Regions from separate parts of the Rattus norvegicus genome. Here region 2 is linked to region 1. The links are chromatin contacts, called in public Hi-C maps. All regions are on one chromosome and are shown on one strand. The core of a region is the stretch at or near the end of the contact, and the rest is flanking DNA. Distances in the headings are between cores, read along the strand shown. Region 1 has its middle 58 kb from the start of Atp6v1g3. Region 2 overlaps Nek7 (NIMA-related kinase 7).

Region 1 (4,515 bases), core at 1,238-3,737:
AAGTCATGAGAGTGTCAACATCTTTCTCAAGAAAGCTTTGCTATTTCTAGGGAGTTGAATTCATCCATTTGGTCCAAAACAGTTTTCCACTCAGTCTAATAACAAGAAGAAATAAGGGGGAACCGTGTTTCATCTTATATCTAGGAATTATACACACTAAGTTGATCAACATTTAGTTTGCAGAATTTTGCCACACTGTCACTTGGTCCATTTGGAAATGTGGTCTGGTATTTTGTTTCTTTGTTTTTCAGACAAGGTCTCACTGTAAACTAGACTGGCTTTGAACCACCATCCAGCCAAAGATAACATTGAACTTCTGATCCTCCTGTTCCTACATACTCCCCAATCCAGTTTAGGCATGTGCATCTCTGCCTAGTTTATGAAGTACTGGGGCTTGAACCCCGGGCTTTGTGCATGCCAGCCAAGCACCTTATCAACTAGGTCCCTGGAGATGTAGTCTTTACTTGCTTTGGGAACTGTCAGGAGATAATCAGAGCATCTGGCAATAGAAACACTGCAGCATTAAACGCCAAAAGATAAGTAGCATAAAAATTTCAAATACTTAATTTTGATAAGTCCTCTCACATTATTTTAATTCCAAATGTAATTTTAAAAAAAATGGAGTCAACAGAGCTGATAATGGATGGTGTGAAATACTCTGGATGCCAGAAACTGGAAATGTCAGTCCATTTCTCCTGTTAGCCTCAGACTTACGTCCTACTGTCATTTGTGCCCCTGAGCTTCCACATCCATCAGAGTATCACTTACTTTATTGGTTCCCAATTTTCTTTATAATAACGAAGATCAAAGAAACAGTCATTGGGGGATAATATTAAAAAGGCAGGCGTAATCAGCGTGTAAATACCGCAGTGATGGAAGACATACATCTTCAAGTCAGAACCATCTGTGACTCTTTCATGTCCTGAGGCGTCCACACTCAGCCTTCAAAAATGATAAGAACTCAACAGAACATGTCCCCCAGCTCCTAGGCTTGACTCGGGCATCATAAAGACTAAAAAAGTGGTGTTTTCCCAGCTACTCTTCTACTAGCAAATGAGCTCTCTTCTTCCTCATGTTGTGCCCCATGTCTGCAAGTGTATGACGTAGAAAGTATGGGAAAGAAGAGAGAGTAGGATTTAGATGTATGTAAAAAGGGAGCAGAAGGAATTCCAGTCATTGGCGAGATAAGGAGGACTGAGTGTGGGTGTTGTTTTCTGGGGAAACATCAGAAGCCAAATCAGTGTTGAAGAAAATTCTCTTAATAAGTAACTTCGGCAAAAGACTTTCACATCCCCAGTTTTGGAACAAACACATACTGGGATTGCTTATTAATGTTGTGATACCTAATTACAAAGTTAAAATTACAGTGTCTGGTAAATGTAAAAAATACTATGTTAAGAAATGAAAAGCTTACCCATCAAGAATTAGGAACAGGGGTTTAGATGATTCTTTTAGGGCTCCAATGTTTTTCTCTTTGGATGATCTGCGCGGAGGAGGGTGGGTCTGGCTGCAGACCTTTGGCTTCTTGTTGCCACGTGGGAAAGGGGTGTGGCAGAGGGAATACCGTAAGGCATTTTCAATGACTTCTTCCTTATTTTCTTGTTTTGTCTTGCTGTGGCCTTTCCAAATAATCCTGATAAGAAATGACACATTCATTGTGACTTCTCCTTTCATGATAGATGAACTTCTTGAATCATATGTCAACCTACCATATTTTCTTTATAATGACTGCTTTTGTTTATAACGACTGTCCTTTGATTCAGTTTAAAATAGTAGCCTTGTGCTGTCTCAAGTTAAGTCACTCTGAGTGGCAAAACTCAAACAGCTTAAATCTGCATCTCCCTTTTAGTCTTTTAAAGTGTACTGTAGATCTTCAATAGTAATATCTTCAAACTTAGTGTCTTAATATGTCCCCATATTGTTCATATCCTAAGTGTTCATCTGGCACATGACACTACCACCCTCCCATTCTCTGTAGCCAGCGTGAACACATTCTTAAGTCTGTTCTTTCCAGCACATATACTTCCAGAACCCCAAATCAGATGGCTCTAGCTTTTGACGTGCATCCTAAAGTGGAGAATCCCCAACCCCTCACTACAACGAAACCCTCCCTCTCTTCTCTGGCACTATTAGGAAAGTTCCCTCACAAGGCCTTTTACTTCCTTGTTTGCTCCTTCCCTCTGCTTCTGTTTTCAAAGTGAGATGTTAAAACCCAATGTGTCCATCTCCACTAAAATCTCCGAAGTTATTTCCTAGGAGAGTTGGAACAAAGTTCTGAATTCTTTTGCTTGCCTATCATTCAGCAAGGGCTGATCACACCCATCTTTCTGACTACATCAGCTCTCACTTTCTCATGTTGGTCTTACTTTGTTTTCCTTGATCCTGTGATAAATACCCTAACGAAAGCAACCTAAGGAAGGAAGGGCTTAGGCTTATTCTGGCGATCACTGCCAGGCTGCCATCCATCATGACAATGAGTCACAGGGGCAGGAGTATGAGGGAGTGACTCATGCTGCTTCCTTAGTCAAGAAGCAGAGGACAAGAAGTGCATGTTGTTTCGTATACAATCTAGGATCCAAGCCACTGCATGGTCCTACCTCTACGAGCTAGATCTTCTCATCTCAAGGAATGCAGTGATAACCCTCCACAGGCATGCCCAGTGGCCCATCTCCCAGATGACTCCCGATGTAATTCCACCCCCAGTCCTTGCACAATTAATACCATTTCAGAGAAATATTCTGTTAGCACCAGGAGAGTAGCAAGACCCCTACTTAGTAGATAATATTCCTCAAGTCTGATCCAAATTATCAACTCTCTGATGACTTGGGGAAAATCAATTTTGAGTTGCATGATTTACATGTGAATCGAGCAACTATAGTTAGAAGTTGAACTAGAACAGTGTTTTAAAGCGAACATAGGTATAAGATAAAAGTATTTGGATTTGGGTAGTCGTTCTTTCATTCATATCTTTATGACCCCAAGAAAACTAATTATTATACCCAGAGATGCTTTTCCCCTCTGTGAAGATGGGCAGTTAATATCACAAGGATGATTTTGTTGTAAGCATGACATAAAATAATTGTGTGTCTTGGCTATGACAGTGACACTGGGGTCATAGAATGTGATTTTGTCTGTCCCTCTTATTCTCACATTAGGCTTCACACATATGTTGCTTAAGAGTGTTCTAACCCTTTCCCAACAGAGAAAGGCACTAGTCTACAACACAGTGGCTAAATAGGTTAGGGTGACAAGGGTTTGCAGACTTTCTATTGCAAGGCATTTGTCAAAGGCACCAAACCCAGTATAACTTGGGCACTGGTTCACTGCCAACATGAACAAGAGAAAGGGGAGAAAGAAAGAAAGAAAGAAAGAAAGAAAGAAAGAAAGAAAGAAAGAAAGAAAGAAAGAAAGAAAGAAAGAAAGGGGTGGCAGGGAGAAAGGAAGGAAGAAACAAAGGAAGGAAAGGAATGGAATTCATTTGATTGGATGATTTAACCTTTCAAGTATCTGAGTATTCTGTGGAAAAGTCAAGTGGACTAAAAATATACCTATTCAAGCATTCATTCATTCATTCAACAAACATAGGAAGGATAACAAGCACATAGGAAGGGTACCAAGATCTGCTTCAAGTTGTAGTACAGACCTTGCAATATAACAAAGAAAAGATAAATTACTCGATCCAGTGGATCTTGCTCTGTTCACTATCTTACATAGAATCAAATCACATTTACCTACCACCCGAAATGATAAACTTGGGTTGGTAGTTCTCTGATTCCCTGCCTGGCTTGGGGCTTTGGCTGCTCCTCTAAGCCTCAGTTTCCAAGCCTGTGTCCATGCGATAGCTGTTTGACACAATACTGCCTGAGGATACTGCCTTACTTTGAGTCTCCACATAGTTAGCTACCCCCTGCCAGGCATGAATGGAAGGGCTAAGTTATGGGTATATCTTTTATGACTCTCAGCTAATCATAGCCATCAAACTTCTTCAAGTCACAGGCGACCAACTAATGAGAACCTTTTCAAAACAGCAAACCCCACCTGGAATCAGTTAAGCTGTTTTGGGACCCACTTCCTGTTTCCTGGGCATCAGCATCCCCTGATTATGAGCACAGCTCTCAATCACACGATCCCAATGTGCAGACTGTTCTTGGCTCAAATGAAGTCGGCTAAAGTTCAATGTGTCTACTGTCTTCATTGTAATATGTTAAGTTCCTAGCACGTCCAAGCCATAATTCCAGGATAATATAAAACTTGCCGTCCTATCATGTCAACTAGACTGTCCCTTGACCATTTCTGGTTTGTCCCTTGAATATTTAGGAAGAAGTCTAGAGGGAGATGCAGACTCTTTGGAACAGGGTCTCACCAGTCTTGTTTCTCTAGCTCAGCAAAGGGCTAAGGTTTTCCATTTCACTGATGGAGTCTGGACACCAAACCCATGGGTTTGAGGGACTTTGGAATGCCATCGTCTTATTTTCCAAAAAAGCCAAAAAAAAAATCAATCAAACAAAACAACCA
Region 2 (4,515 bases), core at 1,021-3,520, 170 kb after region 1:
ATTCTGCACTGCCGGCAAACAGACAAATGTAATTCCTGATGACCAGAGGCCTGAGAGGGAGCTTCTGGAGCGCCTCTCCAACGTGTTTCCTAATGTGCCCCTCTGCTCCAGACCCACCCGGACTGCTGGCTGAGCTGAGGCTGGATGTTCCACCCCATCACGTCACAAACATCCTTTCTCCTCTCTTTCAAACAGGCAGAACTACGCTTTTAAGGGCTTAGGAGCATTTTCAGTGCATTTACATGCACTGCTCTGTTTTCAACATTTCAACTTAATGGAGACATAATTATTTCCTAAAATCTTTCCTTAAACTCCATAGCAGCTGTTTTTTTTTTTTTTTTTTTTTTGTGATGACTGTTGCCTGAAGAATGTTGTGGCTTTTTAAACATCTGTACAAAGAGAATCGTGGAGTGAGAAGACCAGCTATTAAAGCCATTGTGCAGACTGTGACATATGGAGGTACCCAAGGCAGCATGCTGCCCAACTCTACTTCTCTTTCAAGAATTTATGGTTATGGGTAAGATGAGAATGCATTCCGCAAGAGTAGATACTTACGCCATTTTGACCTCCTGACACGAGTAACAGTGGGCTAAGGGACGGACATTTTTGTTTTTAAATGAGAAGGCTTGGCTTCAGAAGAAAACCGCCAACAACTGCAAATGCTATCTGACCTTTCTTTAATCCACACTAACACTGTACCGTGACAATCTTTCAACTGCAAAGATGAAACACTTTCCTGACAGGAGCTGGCCTAGCTCTATGAGACGTGTTGTCCGTGGTACATACTTCATAAAAAGTAAATATGCTTTAAAACTACTCCGAACAAAGTGACTAGTTTCTTAGAAGGTCCACAACAAACTCAAGGAAGCCAATGACTTCCTGCTGTCAAGGTGCTGTCCCGGAAGCTGTAACTAATGTGGGGAACATTACTTTACAATGAGCTATAACAAAGAACATTTTCAATGGCTTAGCCAAAAACTTAGCACTTTAATCTCTGCAGACCTGGGCAAAGAGAAAACCTGGCATAAGGAAAGACCCTCCATTATACGGTCGGATGCTGGAGTCTATCTTTGCGCTTTTAATTAAGGAGGCAGCAGAGAACCAGTCAACAGCTGGAAATGTGTTTCATGCTTTGCCTCCAGCCATGCTCTCTTCTCTTATTTATCTGCTGTGTGTGTGCACACACACAGATCACAGTGCACATGTGGAAGTCAGAGGACAGCTTGAAGGAACTCATTCGCTCCTTCTGCCATGTTGAGTCTTGGGACTACCAGGCTTGGATGCAAGCACGCTTACCCACTGAGGTATGTGGCCTGGTCGCCTAGGCCTACCTGTATTCACTCCCTCAGCTACGAGAAGGGATGGTGCATAAAACGAGCTATCTCTGAGACATGGGTTACGCTTTCATTCAACAGCGCTTCTTTAAAAAAAAACACTTTTAAAAATCCATATGGAAAATTATAGGATAAAAACTTATACGGTGTTTTTTAGAACTGTTCTTCAGGTCAGCCAAATGAGAACGTTCCAAAAGAAAGAAGCCAATTCGGCCCAGAAATGTTGCTTCTTTTTTCTCAGAGTCAGAATAAACTGCAGAATACCTTGAATGGCCCTTGCTCAGAAAACTAAAAAGACAACTTAACCATAGTTTGAATCAAATACACAAACGAGAGACAAAGCATCGATCTCCATTTTTTCTTTGTACTTAGGAGTCAGCCAGAATTGCTGCTAGCAGACCAAATGGAGGAAAGTGATCAAATTTACTTTATTATTAGGAGTATAATCTGGTGTCAACATGGGCTGTCCAGGTCAGCGTTTCTTCTGTAAAAGACATTCAGAAAATACAAATCTGTCATCTGCGAGGCACTCTTGATGACACTTTTGACACCATGGAAGGCTCAGTGGATTTCACTGCTTCTGTCCTGGACCCTGCACTGTGTGTCCAGCATCCAGAGTCCGTATGCGTGTTATCTGACTGGCTTAACAAATGTTCAGGTGCGGCCTGTGGTTGTAGGTCTGAGAGACAGGACTAAACGGAGCAGCCCCTTAATGCCATGGGGCCATAGGAGAGTCCCGCAGGGCTTGTTCCAAGGAGCTGTCTAAGATGTTGTACTGCAGTCAGTAAAGAGGCCTGCCAGGTCCGGCAAGTTGCCAAAGATAGAAGGCTCACCCTGGCAGCTTGGAATTCAAGTCCATTTCCAGACAGTTACTTCATTAAACTGACGACTGTGAACCGTGACTGAAAATGTTTATACCTCCCCAAACCACAAAAGCAGAGGAAGCGGGCAGGAAAGGCTAGAGAGGCAGAGGGCTGCACGTGTAAATTGTACTATGATACGGTACTGTGGTTGTTTTAAATAAACACTTGCTATGGTGGCTGAGAGGTTAAATGTGCACAGCTTAAAACAGAGAATAGCTTCTTCCCGGAGCAATTACTTAAGTCGAAAAAGGACTGGAAGTTAAAAATAAACCAGCGGAGGTGGCCTCGAGAACTGGCTGAACATATGCTGTCTCTACACTCCACACCGCCCTGAACAACGTGAGGTGCACAGCAAAGATGGACTCATGGAGAGGAGCCAGGAAAGGTGTGGGGACAACAAGTGCGTGACCACAGGTGGCACCTGGCACCAGTCAGGAAACCTGTGTTAATGCCTTCTTCAGAGACACTAATTTTCTGAGCTGAAATTTGAGGCTGCATCGCACTTGGAAATAGTGTGGAGAACACGAATGGTAAAACTCAGGAGACTCCAGTGTGAAATTCTGGTATCTAGCCTGAATGGTAGGCGTGCGTTTACCCTGCCCGTAACATCACAGAACCAGAGGGTTGCCCATCTCCTTTCGAAAGACAAATAGGAGTTCAGACTGTCCTATGACACAACAGCAACGAGATTTCTCCCTGGGGGGGGGGGGGGTTCATGTATTTGTCTGGAACAGACACCAATATTGGTGTGGTCGAGTTAGATTTAAAAATCTATTTCATTTTAGGATAGAGAAGAAACCACATGTGCCAATGAAATTCACACATGTGCATGCGGAAAAACCTCTCCATCTTTCCCCTTCTCAAGCCATTGTGAAGGCATGCGCATCCCCATGCAAAGGTCAGGGCACCCTAGTCCTCTGCCCTCTCACTGCGGCAGGTCTCAGAGCACCCTGGATATGTACAACTGAGTACATTTTCGTAAGCAGCAAACAGCGACCTCAACTACATATACCAGAGCATGCAATGTGGTGAGATCTGTATCTTGGATTAATTTCCTTAATTGGGCTTTTCTCCTGTTGCTTTTTTCTTTTCTTATAGCCAAGAACATGAAAGGGTAAGTCCCTAGAAGCATATTTGGTGATGAGTGAGAAGGCCCCTGTGGACTGAATAAACTTTTGGGAATAACTTTTCACGTATCACAAACCTGCCTCACTGCCCCCCTCCCCCCAAAATAAACCCCAGAAAATAACCCACTCCATTTCTATAATAAAATGAAGACTATTAAACCGTTCTTCCACTAAAAGCCCTGTCTTTCACAATGGACTGATGGGCAGAATGCTGGTGCTGTGATCCTTCCAATGGGTGTTAGCTGCACTCGTTTGCATTATGCACTTTTGAGAACGTAAAATTACACATTACAATACAGATTACCGTAGATGACCCGAAAGAGGCACAAGAGAACAGGAGGAATTCCAAGTGTGAGGGAGGCTCCTATCATGGTGAAGGGAGAGATTCCATCTCTAGAAGGTGGGAATGGCCTTTAACCAACAGGCAGTAAAGAAAAAGAGACTACAGTTCTAACAGCATCAAAAAGCTGACTTCTGCCAGGAACTTAAGATGGTGACCTACAGCCTGCAGGAGCCTTGCAGGTGACGTAAAGGTAGCTCGCTGAGGTAAGCCTGGGCATGGGACCTACGGAATTGCAACATAGTACAGTTCTGTTGTTCTATCCCACTACGTTTGTGGTGGTTTGTGAGAGCAGCAACAGGAAATCCTACATTGTGAAGCGGAGTGAGAATTCAATTCCATGTGCCAAGGACACACTCTGCCAGCCCCACAGGAGACACTGAGGGCCACAGCAAATCATACAGGGCTTAAACATGAGTGGTCTGAGAGCTTACTGGGTTGTTCTGTGAGGGTTTCCTTGTTATGGTCTGGTTTGGTTTTGGTTTTGGTGGGGGTGGGGGTGGGGGTGGGAGGTGGGAGAGTAAGAGAGGCTAATATATTCACTATGGAAGAGTAACACTTGTTATCGGAAAAACTATGATTTTTGCCTAACTCAAGTGAGCTTGGCTATTCACTGACACGAATCTAAGTAATTATCCAGACTTTACAAGTTGGTGAACTGAAGGGAGGTAGAAAAACAGTTAACAGATCAAGTGATGGTTAGTCCAGACATTTTAAAGCTTCACAAGTAAAAAATGTTTATTTTAACTGTGTAGATTGCTCAAACACAGTGATTAGCAAAGGGATAACTGAAGATGCACCCATCCAGAGAGCCATCGCCAGGGTCAATGCTCGGGAACCACAGCAAACCT

Evidence for each region. Hi-C and Micro-C count contacts between places; a contact is called where the count stands out from the background.
Region 2: a contact with region 1 is called in a Hi-C map of the A7r5 cell line, with 2.8 times the contacts expected there. The contact joins two enhancer-like sites. A contact is called at or near these places in 3 of 12 Hi-C or Micro-C datasets (the A7r5 cell line, Schwann cells and mammary epithelial cells).

What each region holds. Positions count from the first base shown.
Region 1 is chr13:52,418,159-52,422,673 of GRCr8, forward strand. No RefSeq gene overlaps it. Among named protein-coding and RNA genes, the nearest start is that of Atp6v1g3, 58 kb to the left of the region's middle. Within about 2 kb of position 2,488, at least 14 of the 93 cell types and tissues checked have an H3K27ac peak or open chromatin away from gene starts, as enhancers often do. A contact at or near this core is called in the A7r5 cell line, where this site is marked.
Region 2 is chr13:52,593,136-52,597,650 of GRCr8, forward strand. All of the region lies in intron 7 of Nek7 (NIMA-related kinase 7), which reads right to left. Among named protein-coding and RNA genes, the nearest start is that of Nek7, 110 kb to the right of the region's middle. Within about 2 kb of position 2,271, at least 14 of the 93 cell types and tissues checked have an H3K27ac peak or open chromatin away from gene starts, as enhancers often do. A contact at or near this core is called in the A7r5 cell line, where this site is marked.